Linked DNA regions of Urocitellus parryii: region 2 is linked to region 1. A link is a contact called in public Hi-C data. All regions are on one chromosome and are shown on one strand. Each heading gives the region's core, a stretch centred on a gene start, on an enhancer-like site or on the middle of the called end of the contact. The rest is flanking DNA. Distances are from core to core; before and after follow the strand shown. Region 1 holds the start of Rbm45 (RNA binding motif protein 45). Region 2 holds the start of Prkra (protein activator of interferon induced protein kinase EIF2AK2).

Region 1 (6,939 bases), core at 1,664-4,163:
TCAGGTAAAATGTGATTAGATATTCTATCAGATGCACACTTCTAAACTTTTGAGGATTGAAGTATTTGAAATCGCCAATAAAGGATGTAGAGCACTTCAACACTAATGGAAGATTTCTCCATACATATTTTTATTTTCATACACTATGAAGACATATTCTAGATGGGGTATTCTTGCAAAGCTAGAACCAAGATTCTTCTATTTTCTAGGTTTACTTTTTACCTCCAGGTAATCCATCCCATAGCTGGTCACAGACTACTTTTTACTTGGACAATCTTTTGACCGGAAGCCTGGTGCTGTAATATTTTTGTCTTGGAGATCCTTTGGAACTTTGCAAAAACAAAGTACATGTGAAAAAACAGAAGTTAAATTAATTTAACTGGAAATACTGAAAAAAAGAAAGAAAACCAGATGTGCTCCAGTGGGAGACAACCTGAGCTGTAGCTGCTGAAGAATGAGCCTTGATTGTCTGGCTAGGTACAATAGTGATACAATCTTCTGGCTGAAACTGAGTGGACAAAAATGTGAAAAACAGAATTGTAAACTTTAATTCTCTTTGGGAACAAGCACTTTAACTTCTCTATGGCTGAGGGAGGCTATGTTTCTGTGTCTAGACTAAATTTCCTGTGTAGGAATTTATTGAAGGCAGGCAGTTTCAAACTTGGGTCTCTTTTTTGAGTTGCCTGCATGGGCTGAGATCATGTTATATTCCAAATTATAAAATCCATTACATTAAGGCCATAAATACAAAGAGATGAAAATTATCAATCTATTGCAGGTATCAGCAAATTGTAGCTCCTTGTTTTTGGTATAATTCATGATATAAGAATTTTCTTGTTTTTAAAGGGCTATTGAAAAAAAGAAAGATGTGACAGAGACTGTATGTGGCCTAAAAAGTGGGAATTATTTATTATGTGGCCCTTTACAGAGGTTTGCCAACTCCTGAACTAGTGTATGCTATCGCTCTACAATTAATTTCAGGAGGTGATTATCATATATCTTTTTCCTTTTAGTTCTGTCAATAAAGCTTCATGTATTTTGAAGCTCTATACTGACATGAACACACTAGATTGTCATGTATTTTTGTTAGTGTCTACTGTGTTACTGGTATATTCCCAGGCTCTTTCTCTTTTGTGTATGGAGGAGGTACAGGCAGGACCTCCAGAGACTATAATATCTGAGTTATTAATTTAGAATTCCATATTAATATTCTTCTCAATTTTCTGTAAATAAAAAAAAACAGAAAATAAAAGAAAGAGGGGAAAAAAAGAAAATTGAGAGGAAAGAAAAAAATTTGTGGAAAATTCCAATAGAATTGCATATACAGCAACTACCTCTAGAAGACAGGTGAAGAGTACAATTTAAACGACTGTTAGATTCTCAGGACTGAGTCCTGATTTGAAGTCACAGTAAGTAAGGAGTGACATCTTGGCTACTATTGATCAATAAACATATATGGAGGGTTTCCCTTCTGCCAGGAATTGTGCTAAAAGGATAGATTAAGTCAAATAACCCTGAAAATGACCCTTTCTTCTATGGGCCCTTAATTTTACAGATGACTAAGTATAGAAATAGAATATAAATACTTCAAGAATGAACTGAGTATACAAACAAGAACTAAGAACATACAAATAAACATCTTAAAATAATACAAAAGCCACACTACCATCACAATGATTTGGCTCCTCTTAAGGGAGTTTACTTTGTTCTCTTTTTAAAAAATATTTTGTTTTAGTTGTAGTTGGACATAATGCATTTATTTTATTTTTATGTGGTGCTGAGGATCGAACCCAGGCTGCTAGGTGAGAGCTCTAGTGCTGAGTCACAACCCCAGCCCCTACTTTGGTCTTTTTTCAAAGAAAACTGCCATTTAACAGGATCAATAGTCAAATGTTCGGCATTAATATCTTCACAAATAGGGCTTATATAAAATAATTTCAAAACTCACAGAAGCGTGAAGAATATGTAATAGGGGCCATTTAATCACCTGCACTTAGTATTACATACATGAATACTTTTGTTTGGTATTGGGGAAAAGATCCAAACCCAGAGGGCCACAATTTCACCTATGTACTTGGCGCGAGTTAAGTTTCCTATTTACCTGAGGAAAAGCAGAGATATACATAGTAAACCGAAATGTCTGAGAGAGGAGGGTCAGAAAACACCAAAAGGTAAGCCAGGGGTGGGTGGGGATGATAACAAAAGAGGGGCAGTGGCCACCTGGGAGAGGCGGAAACACAGCTCCTGCCTCTCTAGTGCCCAAGGCTGTCCCTCCCACTCGCAAGGGAGAAAGAAGTTCTCTGGAAGGCGCCCCTCCGCGCTCCTGGGTGCACCCTCCGAGGCGGGGACCCTCTCAAAGCCACTCCCAAACACCCCCGCGCCTGCCAGGTGCTGCCTGGTCAGCTCCGGGGAGTGGATGTCCACCCCTCCCCCGTCCTGGCACAACACCAGGGCCCGTCCTAGCCCCACGTCCTAGCCCCGACCCCGCGGGCACCCGGACCCGGGCACCCGCACCTTGATGGGCTTGATGTCGTTGGGGCCAAGGCACTGTCCGTGCATCTCTTCCATAGCCCTGCAGGCCTGCGAGCTGCGGGCGAACTTGACGAAGGCAATGCCCTTGGACTCCTTAGTGTGCTTGTCCCTCACCACCCAGATGTCCTGGATCTCGCCGAAAGGCGAGAAGCGCTCCCTCAGCACAGACTCGGGCGTGTACTTGCTGATCACCAGAAAGATGCGGCTGTTGGGCGGTTCGTCCAGGCTGTCCACTCCCGGGCGGAAGCCTCCGCCGCTCGCAGAGCTACCAGCTTCGTCCATGATGCCCCACCTCCGCGAGGGAGCCAGGCCCGCGTCCCTGTCAGTCCTATCTTTTTCCGCTGTGTCCGACATGGCCGCTGTAGCGCACCCAGTTCTAGCGAGTCCGCCGCTGGGCTTCCGGAAGACGGAGGACTCTAGCGTCAGGAGCTGTCCCGCCGCAGAGGGTGCTGGCTTCCGGGTGCAGCTTGCAGCGCCCCCTGGCGCCGCGGGGGTCCCTCACCAAGTCCAGTCCTTCAATCCTGCTAAACCCAGGTCCAAACATTAGTTTGTGTAATCCTTAGTTCCCTACAGCCAGAATAGTCTTGCCTGGTGCAGGGACTTTGCCAGCTCTTGCTTTACCCTACCCAAGAACCCAAGGATTCTTGGTTGTCATTGTTAAAGAAAAAATTATTCAGGACATTTCTTAAAGATGGCTGACTTTATTCAAGGGGGCCATCTGGTGATAGGTATAGGGACCTGTAATGGGGTCTTAGAGCCATGGTAGGGGGACACGGGTCGGGGGAGATACTGGTTTCAATTCTGACTTTAATAAGATAAAAGGGCATTTATAGCCAGAAGCAAGATTAGAATAGATAGAAAATTACTGAAGGTCAGGGATAAGAGGAATTCTAGCTTAACAGAATTTTTTGCTGAAGGCAGACCACAGTGATAAGATTTTATTAGGAGTTAGATACCAAAATTGGGGATTATCATTAAACTGCTTGTGAGGATGGCCTTAGCTTGAGTCTAAGCAACTTCATTTTAAAAACTCCAGTTTGAAACCTACAGTCTCACTAGGCACATCTAACAGAGCCCTCAATATAGCCCTCAGACAAGTTACTTCCCTTCACCCAGATAAACAGCCTCTGGCAGGCTGTCCTTACCTGATTAGAGGGGGAAAAAAAAGCTAGACGATCAGAGTGGAGACCACCAGACCAGATGTTTCTGACCCCAGGATAAATGATGTCATGGAGAAATCCTGTGGTAGCTGATAAGAATTGAAAGGGGGAGGTCAAAAGACCCCAAATTTAGTATAAATAATAGAGCTAACAAACAGGGATTCAGCCAGCCGAAACAAGGATTCACTTGCTCTGGAGAGCCTGATGAGGACCTGGACTGACATTCCCCTCTTGCCATAGTTTTCCTGATCCTCTGTGTGATCCTTACCGAACAGAGTCAAATCCAGAACCAACTGTGTCTGTTGATTTACTCGACTCCCACAAGCACAGAAAAGGTGCAGAACAGAAAAGGCGGCTGCTCATCTAGGAACTAGGAAAAAATGTAGAGAGCAAAGAAAGTAGGAAATGCCTACTGACTTCTAAACCTTCTTGTTAGTGGGTCTTGGAAGAGAGGTCAGCAGAAATAAGGCCTGGATTTAGCAGTAGTATCAGAATGAAGTGAAAGGCATATACCTGAAAGTGGACTAGGGTACGAAGACCTGTGCTTCTATGAAGTCAAACAGATAAACATTTATTGTGCAACAATTATGTGCTAGGATCTGTGCTAGGAGCTATATATACAACCGGGAACAGAAATAGTTTTGCCACTAAATTGCATAAGCTTAGACAAGTTACTTAGTATTTCCAGCTAGATTACTTCAACTGTAAAGTAGAAATAATGTTTCTTACTAACTGGGATAGTTGTCAAATTCATTCCTTTAACTATGGTGCCCTCTCTTACCTCCTTGATAGTATGTAGTTGTTTGATGGTAACAAAGAGTCAGGAATTCGAATTGTTATCCTGGATTATATACTAAAAAGATTTTCATTCTTTTCCTTGTTTTACATTTCATAACTGTACAATGAACGCTCTGTTTACAGTAGAGCTTGACAAGTTTAGGAAATAACTTAACTTTTCACTTCTCTTTATCTTACCCAGATCAATCAAGGTGAATGAAAATAACATAATGTAATAATTTTATTGATGTGAAGTAGTGTAAAGATTCTGAGCAATACTAGTTGCACACAAGTGCCATCTAGTGGAAAATTTATAATTTTCTTAAACTGCACTATCAGCAATCAAGAATTTTAGCCCAATATTCAGAGCAGCTAATTTTTTAAAGAAAAATACTGGAATGTCCTAGGAAAGAAAAATTTCTTTTCTACTCAATCTTATGAAATACCACATGTACAAGGGGGGGGGGAGAAAATTACTTATAAATTATAAAAATGTAATAAACATATTTTCTTTATATGACTTATTTATGTTAAACAGATTTATCCAGATATAATTCCCATTTCAAGTGCTCTATCAGTATGTTCACAAAGTTGTGCAAGCATCAGGATCCATTTTAGAGTATTTCATCCCTCAATGACAGAAGTCATATTTTAAACCACATAATATCTTTGAACATGAATTACATGTAACTAAAACACTGATAGTGTCTGAGGTTCAAAAGAATGATTATTAACCTTATTTTAGAGAAAAGACATGCTGGGCATTTGCAGATTAAATTTTTTCAAGGCTTTAACATATAGACTATAATGCACAAGTATTAATATAATAAACACTTATATTGACTTCATATAAAATTAAGACGTCCTTTGACGTTTTTCTCTCCCACATCTTATGAATCAATCCACTCCTCCCCCACCCCCTTTTTTAAAATGAGAGGTAAGGGGCTGAGAATGTTGTTCAGTGGTGGAGGGCTTGCCTGGCATTCATGAAGTCCTGGGTTCAATCTCTAGCATGGAAAAAAGAATAATGTGGGAGAGACGATATTGTGACCAATTTCTGAAACTCAAAGATAAAATAGTAAGTTTTTATTTTTGTTTCCCAAATCTCTCAAACTATGATGTAAATGCAATGAGGCTTACTTGGTTGGGATATGAATCTTCAGATATTATATTTAACCAAAAACGTTTTACTGTACCTGCAAATTTTCTATAGACTTAACTACTGGTAATTATTGGTAACAAATTCATAAATTTCAGATTGTTATATGTGAAAATAGGTCAGAATGTCCATTTGTCCCATCTGTATACTATCTACTAGTGATTAATGTATGCAAGCACTTAGCTTGGCTGTGATAGGCACTCAAGAAATGGTAGTCTCCTTGGGTTTGCATGCCTTTGAACTTGAGAATAATATTTAAACCCTGATTTTTCCCCACAAACCTGGTTCTTTTGGTTGATGACATAGCTTTTAAATGTGTTGATAACACGACAGAACTCATAGGTACCACATAGTTTCATTCAACCATCTGTAATTGTGGCTATTTAAATTAAAATTACTTGAACTTAATTATCAATTAAATCATGACAATTAAAATCATTCAGTTCCTCAGTATAAAATATTACCCATATTAAAGTCCACACAGAATATCTCCATCACAGCAGAAAGGTCATTTGGACAGCAGTGCTCTAGAGAACAAGAATATTGAATAAAAATCCTATTTCCCTAATTCATAAAAATATTCACTATCAATCACATTTCCAAATACCTTGATAGTTAAACAATTTTAGAAAATTATTTCAATATTTCTATTTCCTAGTTACAGTGTTCTACTCAAGTAGTAATATAAACTTAAGTTTCCCTACTTATGTTTTTTTAAACACAACTTTGTCTTTTTCACCTCTCTGCCTTTAATTGCCTTTTCCTTTTGACTCTCTCAGTCGGCTTCCCTCTATATCTTCTTTCTTTACTTTTTCAGGACCTTTTTTTTTTTTCTGTTTATATTTCTACTTGGTTCCCCATTTTTGGCAGTTACCACATTGCAAGCTTGCTATCAATTGCTGTATTATTGTATAGTCTGTTTGTAATGATGTAAATGTACTGTATTTTACATCTTGCTCCATCTAGATTGTAGCTCATGGAAAACTGGGGCTGAGGTGTTCAGTGTTTATATTTCCAAGTTGCCTGGCACTGTGACTTGCCTATAATAACACTCATTTTCTTTTGTTGACTTTGATTTGATTGCCGTCGCCAAATGCTCTCAGACCATTAATAAAGCACGAAGTTTCTATGTCAGGCAAGACCTTGTACACATTGTGCATACACAAAAAATAAATTCTCTGGTTGAGTAACGGTTGAACACACAAAAAAAGACAAGCTTTGGGGGCCTTATGCTTGAAAGGCATTCACGTTGTCACAATAAGACTCAAGGGGGCTGCCGCATGGCGGGTGCAAGGCTTTAACCTCTGCGAG
Region 2 (6,939 bases), core at 2,499-4,998, 310 kb before region 1:
TGCTCAGAATTAGAGTTTGTTCCCCTCTGGGCCCACCAGCATAAAATAATGTTTGGAGTTCTCCTCTCTGAGTGCTGCTTGCTGCTCCTCAACCTGTCTGTTTCCCGCAACAATACTACTAATTTGTAATATTTAAAAAAAAAATCACACAAATAAATTACATTAGTAAAATTAAGCATTCTTTACAAGGAAGTTTATATATATTAAAACTTTTAATTAAACCACTGACATGCATTTGGATCATTATACTGACCGTGTAGTAATTTCTTTGAGTAATGTTGATACTTCCACTTCATGTTTGGTTACTACACCAAATGAAGCTTTTACTGCAATGGAATCTGATCCAGTAACATTAATCCCAACGTCATTTACAATATGGTTGCCTCGCCTTCCATAAAGTGAAACATCTGATTCATCTTCATAATTCAGTAATTGATAAGATGAAATACCTTCATGAAAAGAAACTAGTATTTTTAAATGTCTCCAATTCAGCTTATATAGATTATATAAAGTTAATTTGCAATTCAAGATCCAATCTCATTTAAAAAAGCAACATTTCAGGCCAAAATTAAAATAGCAGTTCAATTTTACAATAACAAAAAACAAATAGCCAAATATTTCAAATGAAATCAAATTATCTGTTCAGTCAACAAAATTTCTTAAATATCAAGATGTACTAGGGTATTGAAATATAAACAGGTGTTTAGAAGCAGTAACTTATCAAAATGTCAATTAACTTTTTAATCAAGCTTTAAAAACACATTTAAAAACACATTTAATCAAGCTTTAAACACACATTTCAGTTTACCAAGTGTAATAATTGAATTGTAAACAAAATTCAGATTATTTTTATCTCATTTGATTATGTAAGAGATAAGATCAAATAATACACTAATTTACAGAGGAAAAAATACTATGTCATTTTCTAAGTTGATTTTGATTAAAACAGCTTATAAAATAATTAATAGACTTTAAAAGTATTCAATAAGAGATTTGATATTACATAAACTTTAGACATTGTTCATCTCAATAATATCATTACTTTCATTATAAAAGTTGCTTTTTTTTCATTGAAAATATGTATTACTAGTATAAATAGTACATAGGACCTCTGTTTAGGTTACTAATAACAGTTCCATGAGTAGTCACTACCAAACATTTAAACTTACCAGCTGAAATTTCTCTGTCTCCTAGGAGAATATCTTTCAGTGTAAAAGGTGTTGAGGTAAATTTATATCTAGGAAACAGAAAGCATCGCTTCTTTTTTACCACCAGACTGAGAGGTTGGTATTTGTCAGCTTCACTGAGGCTTGGAACTGGAACTAATCTCCCTCCATCTCCAACTTGCTTGACAAAACTCTTTGTAGCAGCAGCAAACATATTAATATCAAAATGTCATCAACTGCAACCCCCAGGTAACAAAATCCATTTTCAAACAAGAAAACCAGGCACAAAACTAAGCTTGCTTGATCTTAATACAATTATACATGTTAAAAATACAAAGCATGCTTTCACCAAGTAGTTTACCCGCGTACACCTCACAACATTGCCTGTCTTCATGTGCTCAAGTAATAAATAATAGATCAACGGTGTAAAATGATATACTAAAAGCAAGTCTAATTTGGAATGGCAATTTATAGCACTAAAATATACACAGAAAATGAATTCCAACATACCACTGACATCTTTGATGAGAATCACAGTTGATAGTGATTTTCTAGTAGCAATGGGCTGATTCTGAGGGAAGCAGATAGCCCCATGGGAAACACTGCAATTTAGGCACTAACATTAGTCCTGGATACTATCTATAATGGACCTAGTCCAAAGGGAATTCCTTCACAAGTTCACTAGGCAAATTTTGGCCACAGAATAGTGAAACTTTGTGGTATAGAGTTAATGCAGGAACATTTTCACAAAAACCAAGTGCCTAATATTAAATACAAATACACAGAATACAGGGAAACAAATGCCTGCAGATCTTTACAAAATACTAAATTAAAGCCATTTTACACATTTAGAAAACTATAAAATATTATGCAATGTTTTCTTACTCAGAAGCTACGCACTCAGTCTATATAAACTGAAATGGAGTCATGCTGCACTTATTTTGTTTTTATTTCATCATTATTATCCTACTCAATCTATAAAGAGATCTATAAAAGGTTTTCACTTGTTTTTTCTTTTTTATTTATTTATGTATTTGTTTTAATTAGTTACACATGACAGTACACTGATCTTGACATACCATACATGTCAGATGGGATATAATTTCTCATTTTTCTGAGTGTACAGGTTGCAGAATTACATTAGTCATGCAGTCACGTATATACCCACAGCAATAATAATGTCTATTTTATTCTGCTGTCCTTCCATTCCCCCTTTCCCCTCCCCTCCCCTTTCACTTGTTTTTAAGAAACATTTTAGCTAAAAATACATTTCCAAAGCAAATCTATACTAAATTTTTAATGAACGTTCAAGCAGTGTTTCTGTGGTCCTTAAAGATGTTCACTGAAACTTAATACAGTTGGGTATTTAGTTGATATACATACATACATACATGTGTGGTGTAGAGGAAGAGAGACTAGGCTTAATTCAAACCTCAAATAATGGAAATTAATTTGATTAGATTCTTGGTATTTTTTTTTTCACTCGCTTTTCAGTGTTCAGGGGTCAATGCAACCCAAAATGTACTTTTAGTAACGAATGTCCTTTCTGGGGGCTGGGGCTGTAGCTCAGTGGCAAAGCACTTGCCCAGCATGTGTGAGGCACTGGGTTAGATCTTTAGCATTACATAAAGATATAAAGGCATGCTGTTCATCCAAAACTAGGGGAAAAAAATTTAAAATAATAATGTCCTTTGTGAAAACAGTATTGTGCAAAATCATCTTCCAAAAGCATTGGTTCAACCCTTAGCACCACATAAAGAAATAAAAGACACGTTGTCCATCTACAACTATAAATTTTTTTTAAAAATAATAATGTCCATTGTGAAAACATCATTGTGCAAAACCATCTTCCAGAACACCTTGTAAGCACAGGGAACCATTTCTGCACGTGGAAAGCAAACATTTAGAGAGACGACACAACTAATGTCGCAGTCTGATCCCCACAAAAGGTAGCGCATCCACCAACGCCATTACAACCAACAAAACTGGAACCTGGCCTACAGAAAGGCCTTCCTTTACACCTAACAAGCCTTGCTGGGCTCTGCTGACCCGGTGTCCAACTTGCCTCCAAGACAAAGGAGCCCGCCCAGCAGGAGAGAAGGGTCTCCAGAAGCCCCAGAGGACGCAGAAGCTGGAAAAGGCTGCTCAGCTTTCAGGAGCTCTCAGGAGCCCATAAATCAAGGGTCTCAAGTTCATCGCCAGGTTCTCAGAGGTTCCCTAGCAATTTTGCATTAGCATTTTCAAATCTTTCTTAAAGTGAACCTGTCCCCAGATTGTCCTCCCCACCCCTCAAACACACTGGACTTCTGGCCTCGCTAACCCTGAGCCCACAGGAATAAGCATTCTTTCCGGGTGGCAAACCACCTCCTAAGGCCCCAAAACTCAAGCTCCAGGCGCAGTGACAGCGGCAAACAAATGACCGACCAGGATGCCACAGGAGCTTAAGTGGAGCGCAGGCGGGAACTGGGAAAAGCTGGGGTATGACAGAGGGGGCGGGGCCTGGAGAGGGGAGGGGCCAGCACCGTGAAGTCTTGGGAGCCGAAGGGGGTGCAGGCCAAGCTGGGAAGAGCCGGCGCTGGGAAGAGCCGGGAGAGGGGCGGGGCCTGGCTAGTAGCAGGGCCTGAGGTCCGGCAGCGAGGGGGTGTGGCCGGCGCCATAACGCCGAGTCCCCGCCCTTCCTCCCTTCACCCCGCCCCGCCAGTTCCTTTCGCAAGAGGGACGCCTGCAGCAAGGAGACGGGGAGGCTGTAGTGCTGGAGAGCTCCGCTCGGGGACCGGCCGACGCGGGAAGCGAGGACGCCGTTCCGCACCGCTCTTTCTCGCTCCGCCTAGCCGTCCCTTCTTGCCATGTCTCAAAGCAGACGTCGCGCGGAGGCTCCGCCACTGGAGCGCGAGGACAGCGGGACCTTCAGGTTCGAGCCCGGGCAGTAGGGGCCGCAGGGCCGAGAGTGGTGGGCAGCAGAGGAGGGGGCGGGGAGCCGGCCCCGGCGGCATTCTGGGTAAAGCCCCTTCCTGTCGCCCCCCCCCCACACACACACACCGTGGTGCTCTGCCCCGCCCTCTTGGCGGCGACTGGCTGGGGTCTAGGCCGGGCCGCCGGGGTCTGTGGCCGCGCCCCGCCCCTTTTGTGGCTCTTGGCGGCGCGCGGGGGAGACGGGGTGGCAAGAGGTGACACGCGCGGACTGGGTTGGTGGACTTGGTCTTGAGAGTATGTAGCCGTGTGCCCCTGAGAACACCTTTCTGTCCGCATTCGAATTCTGTCTATAAAGACGTCCCTCCTTCACCCTGCTATCCCCTGCTGGGTGACTGCCGCAGCAGAGCTGGGAGACAGGTGCGCACAGGCCTTGCCAGCTTTGGTCCTGGCTGCCAGGAAGCTACAGTAATTCCCCGGTCACCATTGATAGCAGTCAAAATTGGCCCTGTGTATGCTTCTGCTTCCCTGTTTGCTTTGACATGCAAAGCACACCTTTTTCTGGTTTTTGCAGTTTGGGGAAGATGATAACAGCTAAGCCAGGGAAAACACCGATTCAGGTATTACACGAATATGGCATGAAGACCAAGAACATCCCGGTTTATGAATGTGAAAGATCCGATGTGCAGATACACGTGCCAACTTTCACCTTCAGAGTAACCGTTGGGGACATAACCTGCACAGGTCTGTATGCACAGTTAACCCCTTGACCCTGCTGGTTGGCAGTCCAGACTTGATGTTGCTTTTCAATTGGGAAAAGTGCCCCTTTTGCCAGAGACAGCTATGAGGGGCAGGTTTTAAAACGGAGACCTCATATATTAGGTTGTTAAGAGCTTTTCAACTTCATCTGATTCTAATTTTCTCTTCTCCAGATACAAGGATGCTCAGATAATAAAAAGTTATCCAGGCATCCTACAAGGCTCTTCACACACTATAGGATCCTCCCAAGGTTCCTCCAAGAATTAAAAAGAAACCGGAAGGGTTCTTGGAGCCCTCATAGCTGGGTCAGTAGGTACTATCAAGTTTCATAGTTTTATAAATTATAGCAGATACAGGGAGGCATGACCCCAGAGTTGTCTGAGTTTCCCTTCTGTCTTTATAGAATTATTTGGAACTTTGGATCTCTTGTATCACTCTTAATTATGTCCACAAAAAAAAACAAACAAAAAAAAAAAGGCAAAACAAAGGAATGTAGAAAGACTCCCATTCATTGTATTACTTAGTAGCTTCTGGTTCCTGAAACTGTACAAGTATTTTGTATAAGATAGTATCTCCTTTTTATACATGAAGAAACAGGTTCAGAGAGATTATAAATAACATGCTCTGAGTCACACAGCAGTGAAGTTTCAAAATTCAGATGCATGCCCATTTGTAAATATGGACATTATTTTTCTCATATACCTATTTAATTGCAAACAAAAAAATAATACTAAATTTAATTTGGAAAAATGCCAAGAAAAGCATTAGTAGGAAGACTGAAATTATATCATCTGATAATCTGAAGACATCATTTGTATGTGTCCCTGGAAATTTGGACTCCTATTTTCATCGAAGCTACTTTAACAAAAATATGAAGCTTTTTTTCTATGTGAGACAGGTGAATAAGAAGTGTGGCTGCAATGTTCCTCATATGAGCCATAGTGTCAACATTGCATTATTATTTAAGTTGTTCTATTTTTAAATATCCAGTGGAAGTTTAAAAAGAAGTAGTCCCTCCCACCCCAGTGTGCTTTAGGCCAGGGAATGATTACTTGTTTCTAGGGCTGGATTTGTGGCTCAGTGGAAGAGCACTTGCTTGCTTGGCCTGTGTGAGGCACTAGGTTCAATCCTCAGCATCACATAAAAAATTAAATAAAATAAAGATATGTGTCCATCCACAACTGAAAAATATTAAAACAAAACAAAACACCTGTTTCTATTATTATCCCTTGGACCTCTTCTCCCACTACCCTGTCTTCCTGTGCTAGCTAATCTGCCTCCATGGTTTCAAATACCAGATAAAGGCTAATAATAAAGAAATATCTTTCCTCCAGTCCCATTTGCAGAACAGTGTATCAACTTGTGTGCTTGCTGGGGAACTTTGTTTGGATGATACAAAGGCCTCTCAGACTCATTGTCTCAAACTGAATGTATCTTTCCCCTTAAGCCCATTTTTTTGCACTCCTTTTCTCTGAAAAGGCAGCATAGTCACACAGTCGCTCAGTAGAAATTCAGGATTTGTATTCTTTATTTTTTTTTTTATTTTAGTTGTAGATGGACACAATATCTTTATTTGTTTATTTATTTTTATGTGGTGCTGAGGATCGAACCCAGGGCCTCACATCTGCAAGGCAAGCGTTCTACCACTGAGCTACAGCCCCAGCCCCAGGGTTTGTATTCTTGATATCTTTTACTCCTCTCCTCTCTTATCCAGTATGTTATTAAAATCTCTCTACTAAATAGCTATTGAGTCTCTTTCTCTCTTCTTCCTATTGCTACCATCCAGACCACTGTCATCTCTTTTTTTTGGTTTATAGCTTCTGTGTTATAACTGCTCTTTTTTTCTTTTTAAATTTTTTGATAGACTTTTTTTTAAGCTTTGTTTTATTTACTTTTATGTAGTACTGAGGAGTGAACCCAGTGCTCACATGTGCTAAACAAGCATTCCATCACTGAGCCACAAACCTAGCCCTTCTTTTATCTTCTTCCTGTGTAATGCCCATTCTCTACAAATGTTCTTTTCCTAGTACTCAAATTTGTCCTCCTTCTCTTAACATCCATTAAGTGGTTTCCCCATCACCTTCTGGATAAATACAAAAATTTT

The links. Hi-C and Micro-C count contacts between places; a contact is called where the count stands out from the background.
Region 2: a Hi-C map of liver shows a contact between it and region 1, with 4 times the contacts expected there. The contact joins the promoter of Prkra here to the promoter of Rbm45 in region 1. A contact is called at or near these places in 2 of 2 Hi-C or Micro-C datasets (liver and muscle).

The regions. Positions count from the first base shown.
Region 1 is chr1:230,246,989-230,253,927 of mUroPar1.hap1, reverse strand. Rbm45 (RNA binding motif protein 45) reads right to left here and starts at 2,913. Exons shown (of 10, transcript XM_077802921.1): 1 at 2,515-2,913. The coding sequence starts at 2,886.
Region 2 is chr1:230,561,599-230,568,537 of mUroPar1.hap1, reverse strand. Prkra (protein activator of interferon induced protein kinase EIF2AK2) reads left to right here and starts at 3,748. Exons shown (of 8, transcript XM_026392033.2): 1 at 3,748-4,077; 2 at 4,651-4,820. The coding sequence starts at 4,013. It overlaps Pjvk (pejvakin), which reads right to left and starts at 1,380. Exons shown (of 6, transcript XM_026392034.2): 1 at 1,170-1,380; 2 at 254-449. The coding sequence starts at 1,380.